Linked DNA regions of Mus musculus: region 2 is linked to region 1. A link is a contact called in public Hi-C data. All regions are on one chromosome and are shown on one strand. Each heading gives the region's core, a stretch centred on a gene start, on an enhancer-like site or on the middle of the called end of the contact. The rest is flanking DNA. Distances are from core to core; before and after follow the strand shown.

Evidence for each region. Hi-C and Micro-C count contacts between places; a contact is called where the count stands out from the background.
Region 2: a contact with region 1 is called in a Hi-C map of uterus, with 6 times the contacts expected there. The contact joins two enhancer-like sites. A contact is called at or near these places in 12 of 15 datasets of contacts at CTCF or cohesin (CD8 T cells, the G1E-ER4 cell line, the NIH/3T3 cell line and 6 more), 131 of 484 Hi-C or Micro-C datasets (3T3-L1-derived adipocytes, the AML12 cell line, the BV-2 cell line and 66 more), 10 of 115 datasets of contacts at active chromatin or transcription factors (astrocytes, bone marrow-derived dendritic cells, embryonic stem cells and 6 more) and 1 of 9 other capture datasets (embryonic stem cells).

The regions. Positions count from the first base shown.
Region 1 is chr12:8,053,681-8,059,636 of GRCm38.p6, reverse strand. The region is part of intron 2 of Gm33037 (a long non-coding RNA gene); the gene reads left to right. Among named protein-coding and RNA genes, the nearest start is that of Apob, 79 kb to the right of the region's middle. Within about 2 kb of position 3,431, at least 7 of the 459 cell types and tissues checked have an H3K27ac peak or open chromatin away from gene starts, as enhancers often do. A contact at or near this core is called in uterus, where this site is marked.
Region 2 is chr12:8,228,275-8,234,355 of GRCm38.p6, reverse strand. All of the region lies in intron 3 of Ldah (lipid droplet associated hydrolase), which reads right to left. Among named protein-coding and RNA genes, the nearest start is that of Gm33037, 23 kb to the right of the region's middle. Within about 2 kb of position 1,480, at least 14 of the 459 cell types and tissues checked have an H3K27ac peak or open chromatin away from gene starts, as enhancers often do. A contact at or near this core is called in uterus, where this site is marked.

The sequences.
Region 1 (5,956 bases), core at 2,182-4,681:
CACACACATGTATTGTGAGATTTATGCCACATCCCTCCCCATTCAAATACTCATTCTGTGGGGTGTGAGAGATGTGTGGCTCTGTAGATGAGAAAATTTGCTATGGAAGCAAGAGGATCTGAGTTCAAATCCTATGTACTCCCATGAAATCCTATGTACTCCCATGAAATCCTATGTACTCCCATGAAATCCTATGTACTCCCATGAAATCCTATATACTCCCATGAAATCCTATGTACTCCCATGAAATCCGGTGTTATGTCATAACCTTATCATTGGGGGCAATACAAGTAGATCCCAAGAGTTTGATGGTGAGCACGGCCTAGTGTGTACACACACACACACACACACACACACACACACACACACACACACACAGATGCTAACCCTTCTCAAGATATGGGCCCATGGAATGGGGCAGTGAATAGAGTGGAGATCTATTTTATAGTTAAAGGTTTGATGGGGCCTACCTGCTTCAGAGCACTTAGCTGTGTGTCACATTCTTGGAAGCCATCTTATACGTCTAAACAATGATTTTTTTTTTTAAGCTAACAGAGTGGGACCTGATGTTAGAAAATTGAGCGGATTGTCTCTTCAAGTTTCCTTTGCATAACTTTTCTGATGGTGCTGCACTTATTCGTACTTCCAGTTAAAGACCCACTTAAACTCCATTTGGTCTCCGACCTTGTGTAAGAGAAACTGTTTCACCGCAGCTTTTCTTCATGCAGCATCACTTCAAGGCAAATGTCTAGAAAATAAAAAAGAGACTGGATGATTCTCAGCACTGCCTCTGGTTCTATACAGGTCAATTGTCTGCAGACAACTCAGGGGCTTTCTCTTCATGACCCATGCATCTTCAAATGCCTGGAAACTGACAACTTGGATGTTTGCATTCAGTAGGTGTTTAATAATTGTATGCTAGAATTTAATCAATGAATGAATAGGCCGAGTATCAGATGTGGTACTTGAGCTGTAGTTACAGTACACGGCATGTAATGCCGATTGGGTGGACTCCGTTGTTGCATGGCAGGAGCCGTCAATCCAGAGTCAACTCAGGGTATTTCAACAATTGCTCTGAAAAATCTGCATATACATTAGGCACAAGTAGCATCCAACCGTGCTTCAAGACAATAAGAGACTACTAAGCCAGTTTATGGGTGTGAAGCAATGAGTTTTTAAACTTTAGACAAATCTCATCCTACTTATGACTTCAAGAATCTCCATGAAAGTTTGACTGGGGGCAGGGGGGGGCATAACTAGTTAACTGCAGCCAAGACATTAAAAGCAAATATCTGTTCCATAGATACACATCTGACTCCAGGGCTGAGTACAAAGCAGGGTTCTTAGCTTCACAATGATGAGATTCACTTTCTTTTAAAACTTCTCATGCTGGAACCATTTTGGACAGCAGATAGAAATAGTCCTGGAGCTTTAGAATCACTAATGAAGAGGAGGAGAAAACGCTAAGTGCATATTGAGTTCTTGTCCACACCCTCTCATAACCAATCGAGGAGAAAATGCCTCTCTTATTCTCTTGGGTGGAAATGGCCATTGTTTCTAATGAGAGAGAACAAAATGTGGCCTTAATGTCTCCCAACCCCAGAAAGTTTTCTTAGTGACATCAGTGCTCCCAGAGACACGGGCTAGAGTGCACTAGCCATGCACAGCATCAATTGCGATGCACTTTAAAGGTTCACATGACTAAATGATATGATTACAGGCTTGAAAGGAGCACTGGACTCCTACAGAATCATTTACAGCAACCCTTCCCAAAGCAGGTTGATCTTAAAAAAACAACCCAGGGCTAAATACTTGTTTTTAATGGCTTATAGCTTCATTTAAACCCAATCAAAACCTAAACAGCTCATACAACTGACCTGTGATCCCATAACGAATTCTGTGACTAGTTCTGCTTAGGAAGAACTGGAAGTAGGAACACTGCAAAACAAAAGACAAAGAAAGGAAGATATGTCAAAGAAAAAGGAAGCTAATATGTAGTTAAAATTATGGGCTAAATCCCCAAACAATGAAACTCAGAGGAAATATTACTTTTTCCATCCAATACTGGGCATTGAGATCAGGTAAGTACTCTTACCACTGAATTGCATCCAGCTCTGAGTATTGTGTTTGTGCCATTAAGCACTTTTAGGGGCAATTTTAGAGCTCATTTGGAACAAAAACAAATACTCAGAAACTACCAGCAACTTGGAACAAGGCTCAGGTACTGTGGGTGTGTATACTGAAGTCTTGGGATTGTGGCCACTCCTTGGTTGCAGGGGACCTTGTAAAGCTATGTCTCTGGGACTCCGCCAGTGAAGTTCACTCTCAGGAGGAAATGACGATTCTCAGTGCCTCCTTTCAGGTGGATGAATTTTCTTCTAAAATTGAGCCCAGGATCCTCCCAGGGAAGCAGAGGATTATAGAACCCTTCTTCCACCCTTACTATGATATAACTTCTCCCTAGCCCCATCATACCTAACAGGACATCATAACAGAGGGCAGGACAATAGGTGAGGTTTCCCTCTCCCACCTGGAGGTGTGACCAGATGAAACCCCCCCATTTTATATCTCTTGAACAAGGACAAGGGACTGGGTGCCTCCTTTGGTCATATTCCCAAGGCTTTAGGGACAGAACAATAGCCAGAGAGGGCACATTAGAGGACAGCTAGGTTGCCTAAGATCTTTTCCAAGGATATTCCTTATAACTATCCTGAAGTAGAGGATATATTCTGATGCTGGACTTGTTCCAGACTTTTGGGGGACATGCATCAAGGTGGGGTGTGAGACACTGGCATATCGGTCAAGGAAGATTTACCTTACTGACTGCTCTCCTGGAGCAGGTACACACACTGTACCTGGGGCTGGAGCTGGGGATGCCATTTGGTGGTCTGGGAGTTGCTGATTGCTTTCTTTGTCACAAAGCCTTTGATTTCTACTGGCTCATGTGTACACATGTGGGTATTCCTGGTGGCCTGACCATTGAGCATAATTAAAAGAAATGATTGGCTTTCTCTTGATGCAAACATCTGGTTTTACTTGAAACAAGATGACTTAGCTGTTTGAGAAACATTCTTGTAACCCTGGATTCACATTTTCTTCTTAAAATATATATTTTCTCTGTTCGGGCAGCATGGTAATGTAAACAGTCCATGTAACTGACAACCGACACTTTCAGAAGTATGTGGGGCTCTGAGCACCGGACGAACCGCAGGATGATTGCCTTTTTGATTTGATCACTGGAAATCTGTTTCAACAGTCACTCTGATTTAAACAATTACTCTGATTTATACTCCAAACGCTGTAATTTGCAGAAAATGTAACCATGTGAGGACATTTTGTAGAGTATGTCTTGGCAACTCCTCTGTTTTGTTGTGATGTCATTCCCCTTGGCTTCAAGGAATTGCAGAGGGAGCAGAGGAAGGGAGACAGGGCTGTTCTTTTGATGTGTTTTCTTGACCGCCATGGAAAATGCTCCCAAGTCTTCTTGGCCTATCCTATCTTACTCCCTGCCCCCAGGGCTGCCTCTGCAGGATAACAGATGGCTTTCAGGAAGGAGGCAATGTCCAACTCTCCTGTAGGTCAAGTAATTCAGCCGGAAGGATGTGCTAAGTGATTCTTATGGTCCTATCTCCTGTTCATTCAATTTAGGCAGGACAGGTGGGATGTCTACTCTTACATGACCTACACCCAAAGCCACGGTCATGAGTATCAATCTTTTCATTACCCAGGAAGGAGGAAGGCTTATTTAGCTCAAAGAACACAGCCAGGGCTCTAGAACAAGCTAGTATCAGAGCAAGGAAAAGAGCATTCTACAGAAGTTTATTGATGTAGACAGCTGCACATTTTATTCAGTTTTTTTATGTAGAGAATGTTTTGTATGTAGAGAATTCATCCCAATAAAATGAAAAACAAATCAGTTGCAGGTCTCAATGTGGTGAAATATCTGACAAAATCAACTTAAGGAAGGAAGGGTTTATGCTGGTTCATAGTTCTAGGGAATTACATCACAACAGGGAGTGTGAGGCATCATGGTGGTCTTGGGTCCACAATCAAGGAATAGAGAATGGTGAATGAATACTTGAGCATATGTTGCTATCTCCTCTGTATTTAGCCCATGAACCCAGCTCATGGGGATGGTATTATTCATATTTAGGGAGCATCTTCTGTCCCAGGTAACCTAACAGAGAAATCCTCACATGTATGTCCAGGGATTTGCTTCCACTGTGATTCTAAATCCCATCAAGGTGACAGTCAAGTTCAACTATCAAGGGCAACAAGGACTTAAATAAGAGAACAATAGGTGGCTCATGTTTTCTAGAGTTCAGCTTGTGGGGGTTAATGTTCAATATTAGCTCTGTTTTCATCTGCCACCCCTCCCCCTCCCCACTTTGCCTAACCGTCTTTGTGCTGCTGGGGAGAAAGCCATGAAGGGCTTGAATGTGAACTCATCCTACAGACTTGTATGCTTGAGAATCTGGTACCCAGGTAGTGGTGCTGTTTGGGAAGGCTGTGGAACCTTTAAGAGGTGGAGACTCACTGGAAGGTGCTGGAAGTGGATGAAATGTAAGTGGAACATGCTGGGAATGGGGGAAGTCTGGAAACGTGTGCAAATTTTCTAAGCTATTTTCAGCTTTCCTCTGGGGGGAAAAATGATGTAGCACATCTGGGATCTAGACATTCCCACAGGCCACCCAAGGAAGCCATCATAGCAAGTGACTCAGTGACCTTGGAACAGATGTTTGGGTGGACCTATTAGGTCATCAATATCTGGGGATGTGGTCGATCCTGAGTCAGTCAGGGAGGCTGTCTTAGTTTCTTTTCCAGTTGCTGTAATAAAATGTCCTGACTAAAATAATGAGAGAGAGAGAGAGAGAGAGAGAGAGAGAGAGAGAGAGAGAGAGAGAGATTATCCTGAATTGCAGTTCAAGAGGGTTATAGTCCATAATAGTGAGGAAGAAGTGGCAACAGGCACAGAAGGCAGGCATGTATGTCAGCTAACACAGGGAGTACAATGTTCATATGGCATCCATACCAAGGAAGCAGAGTGAGCAGAAAGTGAGGCCCAGGTATAAGGCCACAAGGCCGATCACCAGCAACTCACTTTTCCCTGTGAGGCTCCACCCCTTAAAGGTTCCACAGCCTTCCCAAACAGTACCACTACCTGGGCACCACGTTCTCAAGCATATGAGTCTATAGAGTCAGGTCACATTCAAGCCCTTCATGGCTTTCTCCCCAGTAGCACAAGGACAGTTAGATGGCCTGGGAGGGTGGCAGATAAAAGTAAAGCTAATATTGAACATTAACTCTCACAAGCTGAACCCTACAAAACATAGGCCACCTACTTTTTTTTAATGACCTTGTTAACCTTGACTGCCAAAGACCACAAGAATCTTCCCTCAGTATCTCAGTGGGTAACAAAATAAAACGCCTTTCTTCCTGGCATTTTCCTTCGAGTTGCTCAACATTAGGGAATCTTCAGGTGTCACCCCTGAATTTCTTCCATATCATCTCTGCTGTCTATAACCCCTTAGAACAGGAGGAGTTGGATTCCTGGAGTTTTTCCTTCTTCCATTTCCCTCTGAGTTGGGCAGTAGCTATCATAGACTATATTGTAGAAGAAATGATGTGATCTGAATTTCTTTAAATGTTTTCTCCAAAGTTACACTTGTATCCTGACAGGACATCTATTTAGAACTCTATCTAAATACCTTATTGCCCTCTCAATGTGGAAACCTAACCATAGTACCAAGCCAATATTTTTTTTTTTTGTCTCTTTTTACCACTACTTCTATCCATAGTTTGCTTTTCAATCTTGAGGAATGTGGTTAGCATCAACTAAATTGTTCAAATGAAACATGTAGCATCTTTGAGTCCCCCTTTCTCTCATGCTTCACATTCAGTTCATCAGCAGATCACATTGGTTCTAGCTTCAAAGTGTGTCATGTAACTTAGACAT
Region 2 (6,081 bases), core at 231-2,730, 180 kb before region 1:
AGGATTTCAAGAGGATAAATATAGGAACAGGTAGAAATGCAGGAAGAACAAATGCTAGAACCAGTAAACAAAAACAAGAAGCACTAAGTGTCATACTGAGAAATGGTGAGGAGTTTGAAGGCTATTACTGCCTCCAGGGAGAAATGGGACAAAGTGGTTAGAAAAGGAAGTTGTCACAAACCAAGCAGGACATGGGACATTCCACCAGGACATGCATGTGGACAACACAGAAAGGAGCAGCATGCTTGGCTGTGGGGTCCAGGATGGGTGCTTGCCATGCCAACAGCCCCCAGTGCACTTAGAAAGATGCTGTCACCAGAATTGTCTAGACTTCAGGTCTCTGTTTGTCTCTGATTGGAGGATATTTCCATTGTGTGTATTCATTGAGCATCTCTCACCCAAACATCTGAAACCTGAGTGAGGCTCTTCAGCCCTCTTATCAGCCTCGGGGCGGTAACAATGTGCTTGGTTTCTAGATTCTTCTCCAGCTCTGCACTTGGAAACTTGCTTGAATTTCTAGTGGTCATGAGCACCGACCTGACTGTCCCCACCTTTGGGCGCATCTTTCCTCAAAGTTCTTCGGCTACGCACTTCCCTGGGAGGAGAGAACTTTACAAAGCAGGCTCCCTTTCTGTCTGTTAGGACTATTGGGTGTGGTTTTGTTTCTTTACAACTGCATGAGACAAATTCATCATTTATGAAAGACTATATAAAATTTTAAGGTAATGTTGCCATCTGCTAAAGCTAAACCAGTGTAATTCTGAGCTTGTGTTTTATATGTTTTGAACAAAAGACTTGAAGTAGTTGATAATAAATTTGCCACTGAGTAAGCTGTTCTAGTGAGTCAAAGCCAAAAAACATTTTAAAGTCCCAACTTGTTAACATTTTGTCTCAGTTTTTCCTGAATCATCCCTTTGTGGTATCAGAGAACATCTCCTCTGTCATTATATCCACTTTATGATTCTGTCGATGTGCTGCAACCAGAAGATTATTTCCAACTGTTCATAATCTTAACACGTGCTAGTATGAAGCCAAATGTCTGCCAACCTTTGATGTGCTGCCATAGCTCTCTTTCAGCCAACATGTAGTTTTCAGGCTATATCTTGCATGTCAGGGCACCTGTACTCAGGACCATCATCTGGGATGGGAAATGACGCAACTGTCCTGCTGTGCTCACCCATCTGCTAGGCCACACACTTGTAAGTGTGACCTTTACATTATCTCTGCTAGGTCTCGGAGCATGGTAAGGCCATGGCTACACTTGGCGTCATAGAATTTTTGGGATCCTCAGGGTACAGATGGAAAGAGTCACCTCCGAAGGTGGAGATGGGCATCTCTAGTTCTATTTAATTCTCCTGCAGCACTGCATACCATCGCCTAGATGAGGATCAGTAAGTCCATAGTGGTGATAAACTGCCCTTCTACCCAGCTACTTATCTGCTGGCCCTCTGGGCTAATGCCTCTAGATGGCACTGTTCTCATTAGGTAGCAAAGAGCTCAGTGTAATTGCTAAGTCATTAACTCATTAGTAAGTCCAGAAGCAGTCCCAACAATAAGCACTCAAGTAAGCAAGCTTCAGTTTAAAACACAAACTAAATACATTTCCTGGAAATGTGGACTTACTTAGTAGGGAAAAATCCACAGCCAAGGTATAGAAGATGCGGTCCTAGCACCAGCAGCATGAAGGCTTCTGGGAAGTTGTTAAAATACAGATTCTGATAGTGTCCCACATCTACTGAACCAGTGACTCTGAGAAGTGGCCATTTACATTCATAAACAACTTCAGTGCATGTCAGAGTTTGAGAACCCTGATTTTGCTTGATCCTTCCCATCTGTTTTCAGTTTCAAAGTTGCTACTCAGAGAGTGTTTATTTGCTTCTGATTTTCGTACAGCTTTGGATAGTTACTGTGCTGTTATTGCCATAACTAAGAATTCTCTCTATGCTATACATATGTCTTTTTCTCCATGATGAGGATGAATAAGATATGATGGCTGCTCATGACTCAGAAGTTTGAGCAAAGGGAATGGATAATTAGTTTTCACTAAGGAGCCACTAGTCTCTTATATTTAAAGAGTTTCTTGTACACAGCAGATAGTTGGATCTTATTTTTATCTACTCTGAGAGACTACCCTTTAAAGTATTCATATTCAAACTGATTACTAATACAATTAGATAAATGATCATATACAATTTTAAATCTTTAAATTTTTGATTTAATTTTTAATTATGTATATATATGAATGTCTATGTGTAGGTATGTGCATGTGAGGGCAGGTGCCTGGGGAGACCAGAAAACTGTCCTGGATTCCCTGGAGCTGGAGTTACAGGTGACTGTGAGCTGCCCAACTTGGGTCCTCTGCAAGAAAATTCCTCTTAACTACTGAGTCCTTTCATCTCTGCTAAGTGTGTTATATTTTGATGTTTTTTTTTCTTTCTCTCTTCTACTTTTTTGGGTCTTAATTGAGTATTTAACTATCCCATTTTCTTTTTATCATGTCATGGTCATTATATTTCTTTAATTAAAAAATTTATTATTATTATTATTAATTTTTTTAGTGGTTGCCTTAGAATTTGCAGTACATAATCTAAGCTGAATGTAAGTAACAATGTATCACTTTACCTTTAGTTACATAACAATGATATTAATTGTTTTTCTTCATCCTCATCAACTTACCCATACATTGCCATCACTTACTAATGGAGCAGTTATTTATAGCCACCATGTGGTTGCTGAGAATTGAACTCAGGACCTCTGGAAGATCAGTCAGTGCTCTTAACCACTGAGCCAACTCTTCAGCCCGAGCAGTTATTTAGAATAAGGAACTTTAAAAACTTACTAATTTCTTCCTTGCTTTTCTTTTTTTATATTTGTGTGTGTGTGTGAGTGCGCATGTGCACATGCACAGACACAGTCACAGACACACACACAGACATAGAGACACACAGACACACAGACACACAGACACACACACACACACACACACACACAAACACACGCATGCTCTGGTGTCTAAAGAGCAGCAGGTCTGAACCGATCAGCCATCCCTCTAACCTATGCTTCTCCTTTCTTGTTACAGATTTGAGTTTCTTCCTCCACTTCCCTTTTCTTGTAAGGTAGAACTAAAGCAAACAGTCTCCTCCATTTTTGTTTAGAAAGTCACTACTTCCCTTCCTTTCCTTTCCTTTCCTTTCCTTTCCTTTCCTTTCCTTTCCTTTCCTTTCCTTTCCTTTCCAAGTATAATTTTATTAGACTCGAAATTCTGGGTTGATGATATTTTTCTTTCGTAATTAAACATTTTACTTTATTCTCCTCTTTGTGTGTGACAAGAGGGTTCTTGGAAATTTCTTTATTGTTTTTCAAGGGTTCTATTGGTTTCCTGTAATTTCGATATGTGGCAAACAGGCGAAGATTCTGAGTATTTATCCTGCTCACTGTTCTTCAGGCTTCCTGCATCTGAGTTGTATTATGGGAGTTAAGTGCTTCCATTACTTTGGCTCCACCCTGTCCATCCTCTCCATTCTGTCCGTCCTCTCCTCTCCCTCCATTCTCTCCACCCCCTCCATCTTCTGGTATTATAATTATGCAGATGTTGGATCTTTGAAACTGCCCATAGTTCTTAGATATCTTCCTCCTCCTCCTCCTCCTCCTCTTCCTCTTCTTCTTGGTTTTTCGAGACAGGGTTTCTGTATAGCCCTGGCTGTCCTGGAACTCACTTCGTAGACCAGGCTGGCCTCGAACTCAGAAATCTGCCTGTCTCTGCCTCCCGAGTGCTGGGATTAAAGGTGTGTGCCACCACGCCCAGCTATCCTCATCTTCAAGAGCACATATTTTTTTTTTTCTTTTTTCCTATCTGCATTTCCGTTTGGGAAGTTTCTACTGATCTATTTTCAATTTCACAGATCCTTTCCTTAGCTATACTGGGCCTAATAGCAAGCCCATGAAAGCCATTTTTTCAGTGTTTTCTAGTATTTCCTTTTTATTCTTTCTTTAACAAATTATCCAACTGTCACTTGGATCACTATTCTTTTGTGGCATGTTATAGTTTATTCATTAGAGTCTCAATTTATTAATTGTCATAGTTATTTTAAACGTTCTATCTGATAAGCTTAAAGTTGGCAACAGGCACATCTGAATTTGGTTATGGTTCACAATTTGTTGTTCGGTCTTAGCGTTTTTCTCTTGCCTTTACAAAGCCTTGTAACTTTTCTGACTAAAGTTGGACATGATGTACCAGTACTGGGAACTGAAGTGAATGGATTCTTGGCATGCGGCTTTATGTTAAGGTGGCCAGGAACTGAGCTACATTTAATATTTATTAGAGGCTTTGATTTCATCCATGCCATTGTTTGTTCCCCAAAGACCTCTTTAATAGGTCCTGTAACTTGCAGTGCACACACCTTTATTATAGTCAAAGGCTATTAACATAGTGTAAAATATGGGGGCGGGGGAAGCATTCTACAACTGTATAGTTAATATAGTCTCAGGAGTCTGAGATTCTGTGCTGTGATCAGAGCCAATGCTTTTCAGATCCTTCTCTATGTGAGGCAAGAAGGCTAGCAGGCCCTTACCTCAGGTTAGACAAGGTCTGGCAGGGTCTCATCCCTTGGAGAGTAGGCTTTTGCTACTGATAATTCTTTGGGAATGATGCAAAGTGATCCCTCCTCCTGCTCCCTCCCCTAGAAGTCCTTGGAAGATATTCTCAGATAATCACTGTGTCAGTTTTACTGCCATGACAAAGTACTCACAGAGACTGGCTCCTGGTTTTAGAGATCTCAACCCACAGTTGTCTGGCCCTATTGTTTTGGGTATTGGGAAACAGACCATCTCAGCAACGAGTGGTAGAGCAAAGCTGCTGGGGACTAGGGCAGAAAAAGAGAAAGGAAGAGGACAAGGAAAAAACCATCCTCCAAGGTCATGACCCCAATGAACTTAAACTACTTACTCCACAAAAGGTTTACCACCTTTCAGGATTCCATTACATTATCAATCCCTCAATGGAGTGTTTCATTCATGAGGTCAGAGCCCTCCTGGCATACACCTATCGAAGGCACTAAAGTATGTTTGAAAATAGCTCACTGGAGACCACTCCCCAGTGGAAGAACATTTTGGGGACATTTAAAATCTAAACTGTAATTGAGAACTGGCTTATTCTTACAATCCCACCATTATGGAGGGAGAGGCAGAAGAACTGCAAGTTTAAAGACATCTTCAGCTATTTAGTGAGGTCCTGTCTTAAAACCTAAACAAGCAAAGCTGGAGAGATGGTTCAGAAGTTAAGAGCACTTGTTCTTGCAGAGGACCTGGGTTCAATTTCCAGTACCCACATGTTGGGTCACAACCAATTTGTATCTCTGATCTGACCTCCTTAGGCACCAAGCATGTTTATGGTGGATATACGTACATGCAGGCAAAACACCAAACAGGTAAAATAATAATCTTAAAGAAAAAAGAACAAACTAAAAAACAAGCAACAAAACCAAAACCAAAGTCCTAACACTGACAAAGAACTGAAGCGGGAGTTCCTGGAGGGAATACTCACGGAGCCTGGGAAGCCCCTGAGAATCCCCACGTCACTCTCCAACCTTCGGCGTTGCACCTCTGTGTGTTCTACTGGCTAAGGCTTGCCTAAGTTCTTCCAAGTGAGCTGTTCTTTCACAGCGATGCCACTGCTCCAGACTGTACACACCCTGGCCTGTCTTCTTGAGAGCCTGACATCTGGATGTGAGGACAGGAGTGATAGACTCCAAGCCCTACGGGTCAGAGATGAAACTGGAAGTCTACTACTTATTTTGGGCGAATTTTGTATTCAATCCTTTCCTTGTGCATGATGTTTGCCAGCTAAAGTTTCTGAACTGTAACCAGCAGTAAATAAATGTTCATCAGTACCTTTATGAAAAAAGTAAGTACATTAGTCAGGTCTAAGATACATAGTTCATCACTGCATTTTTACAAAGGGAAACAAAACCAAAGGCCAGTTCTCACAGGCTTCATTCAGTCTGTGCACGATGCCTGGGCTCCTGTACCCAGCAGTAAAGTACTAGAGGATCTCTTGTCTTGGTGTTAATGGGCCAGTGTTTA